2 separate regions of the Zea mays genome follow, and region 1 is linked to region 2. A link is a contact called in public Hi-C data. All regions are on one chromosome and are shown on one strand. Each heading gives the region's core, a stretch centred on a gene start, on an enhancer-like site or on the middle of the called end of the contact. The rest is flanking DNA. Distances are from core to core; before and after follow the strand shown.

Region 1 (5,048 bases), core at 491-2,990, 130 kb after region 2:
TTTCCAGTGGTGTCGAGGATGGCAAAGAAGTTCTTAACTGTGCCCACTACCTCCGTGTCTTCAGAGTCTACTTTTAGCACTGAGGGTCGAACTCTAGATGATTACCGTAACTCTCTAAGCCCTTCTATGGTGGAGGCATTGGTATGCTCCTCTAGTTGGATTCGAGGTGCACATGATGGGAGTTTTACATATGTGGTATGTATTGTATTGTACTGTATTCTTGTTCTCTTTTATATTCTAGTATGTTCCTTTTTATCAATCTAATTACTCTATTTATTTTTAGGAACAAGATGAAGAGGATGATGTTGAAAACATTTCATTTCCAAAAAGTTTGGTGGAGAGCAACTAGATTATCCTTTGTAAGCTGCTGGTTGGTGGCACTTGGCAGAAGGCTGGACCGCTGGAGCCTGGAGACTTGTAGTCTGTACTTTTGCATGGTTTTCTGCTGTTCTGCACTTGACGTTGACGCCTTGCTTGCTGTAATGCTGTTGTTGGATGACTGCCATACTTATATATATTTAGCCTACTTCTGTTGGATGACTGCCAATCTGCCATACTTATATATTTATTTGGATGAACAAATGCAAGTATCAAGTTGAACTGAACTTGTTTCATGTTTATACTATGTTGATGAATCATCAATTGTTCTATAATGGATTATATTAGCTTTTTTCCCCTGCATCCTGAACTTCTGGGCATAAAACAGTTCCGGCTCGCGAGCCGGTTCGAGCCAGCTCGCGAGCCACAGTCGAGCCGAGCCTGAATTTCTAGCTCGCTGAACGAGCGAGCCGAGCCGAGCTCGACTCGTGTACTTAACGAGCCACACCGAGCCGAGCCGAGCTCGTCTCGGCTCGTTTCCAGCCCTACCCAGGAGCCTAGAGATCTTTTCTCCGATACTAGGCTTTATATCTAAAGTTTGGAAAGTGGTGGAATATGAAATTCCACCCTCATCCTATAAATTTGGGATAGACTTATATCTAATTTTTGGAAGGTGGTGAAATGTGAAATTACAAACCAAATAAACTACCCATTCGTCCCAAAATATAGTTTTTTCTAGACATTTTTTCCGTCCACATTCATTCAAATTATAATGAATATAGACATACATGGAAACTACAATCATACGTTACTTAATGAATATGTGATTAGTCTAAAATGAATTATATTTTGGAACAGAGGGAAAACTGTATTAAGAACATGTTTGTTTCTTAGGAGCTAAAGCAAAAATGACTAATAGAGACTAGGTTCACTCCACTCCCACTATGGAAAAGTTCAGTTTGTTACCGTTTGACTTTACGAGAGTGATTCTCGCTAGAAGCGGAGCTGTGGAAGCTCTGCTAAACGTCCCTTAAAGTTTAGTCACACTTAGGAGCTAAAGATTCAAACATAAATAACTAAAAGTGATTAAATTGGTATTTTTCATTATTTTAGTCATTTTAGCTCTTCCGATCTTTATCTATTTTAAGTGATTAAACTTTAGTCATTTTGTTTTAGCTAGTAGATTCAAACCGGTAAGATAAGTTTATCTTTTAGAAAACAATTGTATTTGGATCGATGACTCCTCTATCTATATTTGTAAAGTAATGGTAACAATATAATCCTGTTTGGTAATGTAGGGGATGTTTGGTTTCTAAGCACTAATTTTTAATCCTCCATTTTTTTTTCTGGCGTGACGGGATTGTGAGCGCCCGTGTACAGTACCCACTATACATCGATTCGTGATCTCGGTCTTTCCAAACCAACAGGTGTTGCCTGCCCAAGTGCCCAGCCTCGCTTCTCCAGTCAATTCTCAGCCTCGTCCTCCGCCTCCGCTCCCGCTCTCTCCTCTCCTTGGCCTCCGCTTCCGCTCCTGCCTGGAGGCTGCATCAAACCCTACCGCTCCGGACCTCCCGGCTGGCCGCGAGATGCGACGCCTGTCCGGCCCCTAATCCTTCTCCTCGATACTGCCCCTCGCCCGCCCGCCCGCCGGCATGGGCCGCTACGGGCCCTTCCCTGCCGCCGCCGGTGATGGCGGGGGCTGCCTGCCCCTGCCGATTGTAGCGGCTGAAGGCGCGCTGGCTGTCCTGGACGGCGCCATTGCGACCGCGGCCTTCGTGCAGGTGGGTTGGTTCGATCTGATGTCACGTGTTTTCGTTCCCCTTAATATTAATGACGGAGCTACGAAGTAGAGGAATGATGTGGATGTGGATGTGTTAGATGGCGAATTGGGATAAGGACTGATTAAGCATGTGGTATCTATGCCTGTTTCCTGATAATTTTGCTTGTTTCAGTACGACATGCTGGCTACGTTAGTTGCTGTTTCTCTCTTCATATAGATATTCTGAGATGATACTTGCCCACCAGAGTTTTGGTTTGGTGTTAGACTGGGATGCTGGGTCCAATGCACGCCGGTACTAACTGGTGACGTGGCGGCGCGGTTGGTCGGTAGAGACCGTGTCGGCCCTTAGACTGTCTCCAGCAACGTCCTCTATATACATCCTCTATATCTGTCCTTTACAGTCTTCTCTAAAAGATTCCATCTCCTATATCTACTTTCTCTCCAACAACGTCCTCTAAATCACGTCCTCTATATATAAATACCTATATTAAAGACATTTTTAATTTTTTAATTTTTGTACATACGTATTTGTCATACTCTCAAATGTATTGTACATATTTTAGTTTTATTAAACCGGTTGTTTAAAGTATTCAAATAGATAGAGAACCGTTTAGAGAAACTCTACATATAGAGGATTCAGCAGCGTTCTCTAAATTTAGAGGACCGTTTAGAGGACGTTGCTGGAGGGAGTAGAGGACGTCATCGTTCTCTAAATTTAGGGTACAGGACCCTTTAGAGCTCCTTGTTGGAGCTAGTATTATGCCGGTTGGTACCGCCCGGCCCCTATGCCGGTTGGTACCGACCCGGCCCCTATGCCGGTTGGTTCGACGGGCAGGTCGGTGGACCGACCTGCCAATTGGTCGCTTCGGTTGGTACCGACCCACGTGCTAGACGGTCTGGTCGGTACCGACTCGAACGGGTTGGTAACGACCATGTGTTCTGATTGGTCTACGCGTACATCACATCAGCTAGCTGTTTTGAACTATTTAAAGTCAACAAAATTTAAAAATTCAAAAAAATAAAATAAAAATCCTATATTACGGCTCATGAATTAGATTTATTTATGAATTTCATATTTTTATTTTTATGTTTAAGCTATCCAATTTTATTTATGAATTATGATTTAGTTTTATTTAAAGTATTTATATTTTAATTGTTTTTATGAATTATGTAAATTTTATTTGCTTAATTATGCAATCAGATTTTTTTATATTTTAATAAAACAACTTGTTTCATTCCAAATAAAAGTCTGTAAAAGGAAAGCAGACGTGAGACTGAGATGGCTTAGACTGACAGTAAAGACTGTGCACTGGAGCGTTGCGCCAGATAAGAGTTGACGATGGTCAATTGTGCGGTCAGTAGTTCGGTTGATAGCTGACATGGCGGTTGATTGCTATTTCTGCCCTGTTGCCTTGCACATGAACTTAAATTTTTTATTTAATATCTCCCTCTCAAACAAGTTGCTGATGATTACTGTGTTTGTAACATTCAGTTAGCAAGGATTCATAGGCACAACCAGCTACAAGGATGGACTCGGCAAAAGGTACCTAAAGTTTCTAAGTGCTAGGTGTGTCTCAGTGTTTGCATCTCAGGCAATGTGTAGCCTAGCCTGGTCTAGCCAAAACATGCATTTGGTATTGGTTGAATACTAGCTAGCCTACATCGGCAAGAAACGACTTGCTCTGCCAGGCAAGCCGAATTGGTTCTCCATCATCTACATGCGTGTGGTTATATGAAAGATCGTGTGCTTTGGTGCTGCAGCTCTGAGCAGCCAAAAAAGAATTATTGCTTTTGGAGGCTTTTCCAGTATGAGCTACTTTGACCTGGCCTAGCTAGGCAAGACGCGCCAATGCAGCGGCGGAGCTTTGACAACATTGTGGGGGGACATCCATGAATTAGGGGGCACTAATGATGCGTGAACCAAATTATCCATACATTATTGTATGTTCAAATAAGAAAATTTAAGAACCTAGGGGTGGCCATGGCCCAAGTTTTTTTAGAACGTCGTAGAAGGTCTGTGGGTCATTTCATTAAGAAGAGAGATAAAACAGAACGGGATGAGGGTGTTAAGGCCTTTCCTCAGCTCCTTTGAAACTGCTTTAACGGCTCTACTCCACCAGTATAGGAACTTGTCACTAGATTGGGGCGACAAAGTAGGAAGCCTCAGTTTGGTGAATAACAGAAACCAAACTTCTCTAGCAAAGACATAGGAGACCAAACAGTGTTGGATAGTCTCCTCAGCCTGGTCACACAAAGGACAAGCAGCAGGGTGAGGCAGATCAGCCCTCGTTTAGCGAGCCGGTCCGCCGTCCAACAACGATTTTTGACAGCCAACCAGACAAAGAATTTGCATTTTAATAGTCTTATCTATCCTCTGTCCCTGCGCCAATGATCCAAACATAACCACCATTCCCCTATAAGTCCACCTTTCTGGTATGTTGTTTTAGGCTGCAGTTGTACTGAATAATGTCTCTATCAACAATAGATTCTTATTTGTCCCCGTAACTTTGAATGTGGCTTAAGCGAATCATTTGATGTCATGAACTTTGAAATCAAATTCCCATTAGCCTCTTTTATCCCATAGCAAGAGGTTTAGTTTTGTTTTAAGTCAAAGTTTTATCTTTGTTATGGAGACAATAAATTTTGGAAATGTTAACCAAAAAGTATTTTTAGGGATGGTAACGGATAGGATTGGAGTCCCTACCAGGGAGGCGGCGTAGGTTATAGGGATGAGACGCTGTAGGGCGTGGCTGGGTATGGTTTGAAGATGCCGTGGCTGCCGGCGAGAGATAGAGCAAGAGATGGCGCTACAGTGCCGTGCTACAGTACCGCAGGAACTGTTCACGGGGTTAGGCTGCCAGCGAGAGGAGGAAGCGGTGGCGGCTAGGACTCCCAGCTCTCTAAGGGAAGCCGGCAACAAATATGTTTTTTTTTCGAAAACGCAGGAGAG
Region 2 (4,884 bases), core at 1,748-4,247:
ATGTACCTGCCACACAGTAGATAGCTAGTAAGTAAATTACAACTCCCACACTGCTTATATTCGCAAATAGGTCAGCCCAACTGACACGAGCAAATCAATAACAAGCAGCTGAGGTACAGCTATACAACACACAGTATATGACTACATGCATAGAGATGCAGTAGATTTAAAGGAATTATTTTTTGCTACATAATTACGTATAGTACATATGTTTGTGTGTATAGCAAGGAATATAAAGAGGACATGGTCTCACATTGTCAGGACTATTGCTGATTGACAAAATATTGTTGATCAGGCGTGAGTATTAATTCGCTAGCTACAGACACAGGATAACCTAATTAAGGAACTCCAAAAGGATTCAAACATGTCCAGCCAATACGACGCTAGCTAGTCCTATTTTTTTTTTAAAAAAAATCCCCAAGATGCTTTTCCAGCGTGGCATATGACGCAAAAGGTTGGATGCAATAATGCAAGGCATATATAACATTTGGACATGATTAAAGTGCTGAAACAATCAGACCAGTGGTCGTCGTCGTATGTCCAGACACACATACACCTTTGGCATCTTCATCTCCGATCCATTTACAATATTAACGGCCGTTGGGTGTTATTTTTCCCCCCCAGTTCGAACCCCAACTTTGCATTATTTGAGGAGACTGGTTTAACGGGTGAGGAAATAAAAAAAAAAGGATGCAACGGTGCAACACTGTACAAGCGCGAAAGACCACCACCACCACTCTGTCCGTACGTGTTTTAATCAGATGCTGTCTTGGCTGACACGTGGGCCCGTTCTCCCACCTGGCCGAGCCCCAGATTTTTGGGGGAGAGGGGTAACGAGTAGAGATGGCCAAACGGGCCGCCCGGCCCGGCCCGGCCCGGGCCCGGTGAAGCCCGGCCAAAAACCGGGTCGGGCCTGCTGAGCCAGCGGGCTTAATTTTCTGTCCAAGCCCGGCCCGCAGCGGGCCTAAACGGGCCGGGCCGGCCCGTTTAGCACGAAAAAACGGGCCAAAAAGCGGGCTAAACGGGCCGGTAAGCACGTTTTAGTGTAAAAAACGGGCTTGACGGGCTTAGAGGTAAACGGGTCGTGCCGGGCTAGCCTGCCGTGCCTAGTTTCCTGTCCAAACCCGCCCGCTTATTCTACCGTGCCGGGCTCGGACCGGGCCCAAAAAGCGGGCTTCGTGCCGGGCTCACGGGCCTCGTGCTTTTTGGCCATCTATAGTAACGAGGTGGGGGGGGGGGGCAAAAAAAAGTGATTACCATCCGCGGGTTGTGGAAGCCAACCTGGCCGACATCCATGGATGGGGACTTCTTGAGATTAGCCCAGGGCGTGTAGATCACCTCGACGTTGTTCATCTTGTTCCCTGCACGTACAGCAAAGCCGCGTCCGTCACCCACTCCAACAATTGGTGTCACGTTTCCATGATCGCGAATCACATCAACATGTACGCGCGCAGGCAGCGCAGATGATTGGAGGAGCTTGTTGCTAGCTAGTGGCCCCGCGCAGCGCCAATAATGGAGCTAGGAGAAAGAGAGGGAGACGAAGGAGGCGCTCTCCTGATAGATCTCCTGCTCGATGGCTACAGGGGGGGAGTGAGAAAAGATTCCAGCCGCCGCAACATGCTGCAATGTGGGAGCTGAAAAGCCTTGTAGGGCAGGGCACACCGTGTTCTGTTTTTGGTTCTTCTCCCATGGAGAGAGACAGAGAGAGAGAGAGGTCAGAGGAGATCGAGCACGCACCTTGAATGGAGTGAGCCTTGACGAGCTGCGCACAGTCCTCCAGGAGGGCCTCGCTGATGGTGTGTATCGTCTCGCCTTTCTTTAGCCTCAGGTAGACGTGTGCCGAGGATACCTTGTCCACATGGAACCTGCAACATGTGTATTTAGGCGCTGCTAGCTGATGGTATCTTGTACTATATTAATTCTACGGTTAGTTACGTTACGCGAGAGCTGTACTGTACAGAAAGCGCTCCAGCTGGCTACATACACACACACCTGGCCTAGCTAGCTGGCCGGGTGTAAGTGTAATCAGCTCCAAGCAAGCTAGCTACTGTATGTTTGTGAGCTGAGGTCCCCCGTCCCCTGGCCGTACAAGATAATTAAAAGATTCACATAGCCAGCGGTGAGCAGACAAAACGACTTGTACGCATGCGACAGACAGAACAGAAGACAGTCGTGTTGTGCTCCGCACCGCAGGTTTGGTCGTATCTATCTACCTATCTATCGTCTTGGTAGTAGAGTAGGCCGGCCGGTAGGTAGTTGGGGTTGGGGATGGGATGTCCACGCCAGCAGCCTCGTCAAGGCCCAGTCACGCGTTAATCTATCCGCCCTCGCAGTATAAACTGCTCAAGCCTAGCTATCTCAACAGAGCTCTCGTCGTCGCCCTCTCCATCTGCCGTCCTCTATGCGTGCAATGCTAAGCTGCCTCTACGTGTAGCGGCAGACCGAGACGCGCGCATGTCGCGGTCGATCGGAACCCAACCCACCATCGAATCACCTCGCCATGATTCAATTCACCACTGAATCGCATGCGGCATGTCGTCGTCGTCGTCGTCGTCGCGAGGAAGTAAGAGGTAGCAGCAGCTAGCGACGACGTACGTACGTACCAGACGTCCTCGGGGAGGCCGTATTTGATGAGCTCCTCGTTCTCGTTCTTGTCGGCGCCCATGTAGATGGTGTAGTCGCCGGCGTCCGGACGCGCCTTGAAGTAGAGCACCATCGCCGTCGTCGCTCAGCAGCTGACAGCTCTATGTTATTCTTCAATCGGGCCGGGCCGGCCTCTTCTACTACCTCTAGCTAGCTAGCTAGCCTGCAGAGTAGTATCTCTCTAGCTTCTAGAGCAGAGTACCGACCGACCGGCCGGCTGCCAGATAGAGACTCCACCGGCGGCGGCTACTGTATATACTCGTGTATATTCTCTGTCGCCGCGCGCGGCAAATACATAAAGCGGCAAGAGCAATTAGAGGGAGGGCCGGGAGCAGCACTACGGCAGGCGGCAGCGGGTGCGGCAACGAACCAGGCGAGGGGGGAGACAGGGGCGTGTATATAACGGCGTCGGGGGCGGAGGCGGACCGGCCGGGTCTCGTTGCGCGTCTCCACGCAAGTCATCTTGCCGATCTTCTCCCCCCGGAGAGGGTTGGACCGCCACGTGGAACCACGATGGGTCCGATTAAAGAATTGCGACGGGACCCCACTCGGGGGGGCCTTATCCCTTCGCCGCTTTTGCTCCATCGTTGGCGTTGCTATGCTGGCCCCTCCACTCTCGCTTTCGTTAATCCTGCTGTAGAGTCCGTATGTATGTTTCCTAGTTAATTTATACTTTTCTTGGGCGTGCGTGGACGGGGAGCGGCACCAGCATCCCAGGCTGGCTGGGAAGGCGGAGAGAGCCCCTGGTAATCTCCCCTGGCCTGGGCCTGACGTGGCAAAAGGGTTGGGGATAACACTACCCGAGTTGACCTAGCTACTACAGTACATACTACTACTGGCATCGTCAACGCACCGGATCGGATCTACAGCGACAACGACGCGCGCTTCACTGGGTCGGTTAACGTCCGGCCGAACCACACCATGGACGATGAGTCGACCCCTTTTGCCGCACAACTCTCGCCGGTCCGTCGGGTCCGTTCATAGTGATCCCATGATTACCATGGTACGATACGACGACCACTGCCGTTTGTGACCGGTGATCTCGAGCCTGCAAAGTGGAAGGAAAGCTCAGGGGGTCAAGTGGCCACTGACCCGAGTGATTCGGTTTCCGCCCAAATGGAGCGGAGCGGAGGAGGGGTGGCCACCCACCACGACACGAGCCGGCGGGGGACGGGGGTGCAGGTTCTGCCGTCTTGCGTGAAAAGCGAGTGGCCACGAGAAGCCGTTGGGGGTTGTAAGTTGTAACCCTCATCAACCCTGACTCAGCACGGCAGGAGGGCAGCAGCGCTTCAGCGCCACGAAACGTGGTGGGGGGATAGACGCGGGGCGCGCCGCGGCGCCGGGTCGGCCGCTATCTACACCCGTCCGACGCGGCAGCGCCTACGAGCGGCTGATACCCACGCACGGCACCTAGGCGCGATTCGCTCTATCCGTTCGCGTCAGCCTTTCGGCACTCGCGTCGCAGTAGTATTTCTCAGATCGGCGGTACTCCGGCCTGAATGGCGACGGAATCGGAGGCGAAAGGAACAAGCCAAGGACAGCCTATCAGATTACATGGTACGAATAGTGGAAAAATCGGTCGTTAAATAAAAGAGTGGCCGAATCCACGAGGGCATTATTTTCTTCTTTCAAAGGAAATAATAAAAAAGGGGAAAAGGGTCGATCTCGCACGTATCGCGTCATCGGTCACCTGGTAGATAAGAGGATTGTCGGCAAAGAAATGCTGGGAAATTTTTGGATAAAGGGGGCTCATAAAGCTTATCGATTTGTATGAATGATGCACTGGTCGGTGTTCTTCGTCGCCGCAGCCGCATTTAAGCGGGAATAATCGCCTTTTCTATTAAATTTTTTAACTCTCCTTTTTTAGATCATTTTCAAATAGGACTTTTATAAGTATAACTTTATTTATACTATTGTAATGTCCGTACGTCGCATCGTCGCAACCCTGCCCACAAAAAATATCCCCATGATAAGTAAATTTCCACTGTGGTTATAACCTTTTTCGAACGCCAACAGTATTAAGCATATATTATTAGATTAATCACATTACATATTTTATAGTAAACCTAGTTGGAGATAAAAAAATGTTGGTTGTATTTTCTTTAAACCTAGTTAAATTTGAAATTAGTTGGTTCCTCGAAACATGGGGCGTTCATTTATTTTAAGATGGGTGCGGTAAGTTTATATGCAGCTAAGAGCATCTACAGGAGTATAAATTAAAAAGGGGCCTCAATTAAAGTG

The links. Hi-C and Micro-C count contacts between places; a contact is called where the count stands out from the background.
Region 1: a contact with region 2 is called in a Hi-C map of leaf, with 4 times the contacts expected there. The contact joins the promoter of LOC100191812 here to the promoter of LOC100217062 in region 2. A contact is called at or near these places in 19 of 25 Hi-C or Micro-C datasets (bundle sheath, ear, endosperm and 6 more) and 2 of 3 datasets of contacts at active chromatin or transcription factors (leaf and seedling).

Annotation. Positions count from the first base shown.
Region 1 is chr3:203,683,106-203,688,153 of Zm-B73-REFERENCE-NAM-5.0, forward strand. LOC100191812 reads left to right here and starts at 1,741. Exons shown (of 13, transcript NM_001137236.1): 1 at 1,741-2,099; 2 at 3,591-3,641. The coding sequence starts at 1,971.
Region 2 is chr3:203,547,746-203,552,629 of Zm-B73-REFERENCE-NAM-5.0, forward strand. It overlaps LOC100217062, which reads right to left and starts at 2,998. Exons shown (of 6, transcript NM_001143433.1): 1 at 2,604-2,998; 2 at 1,738-1,865; 3 at 1,258-1,361; 4 at 1-6. The coding sequence starts at 2,716.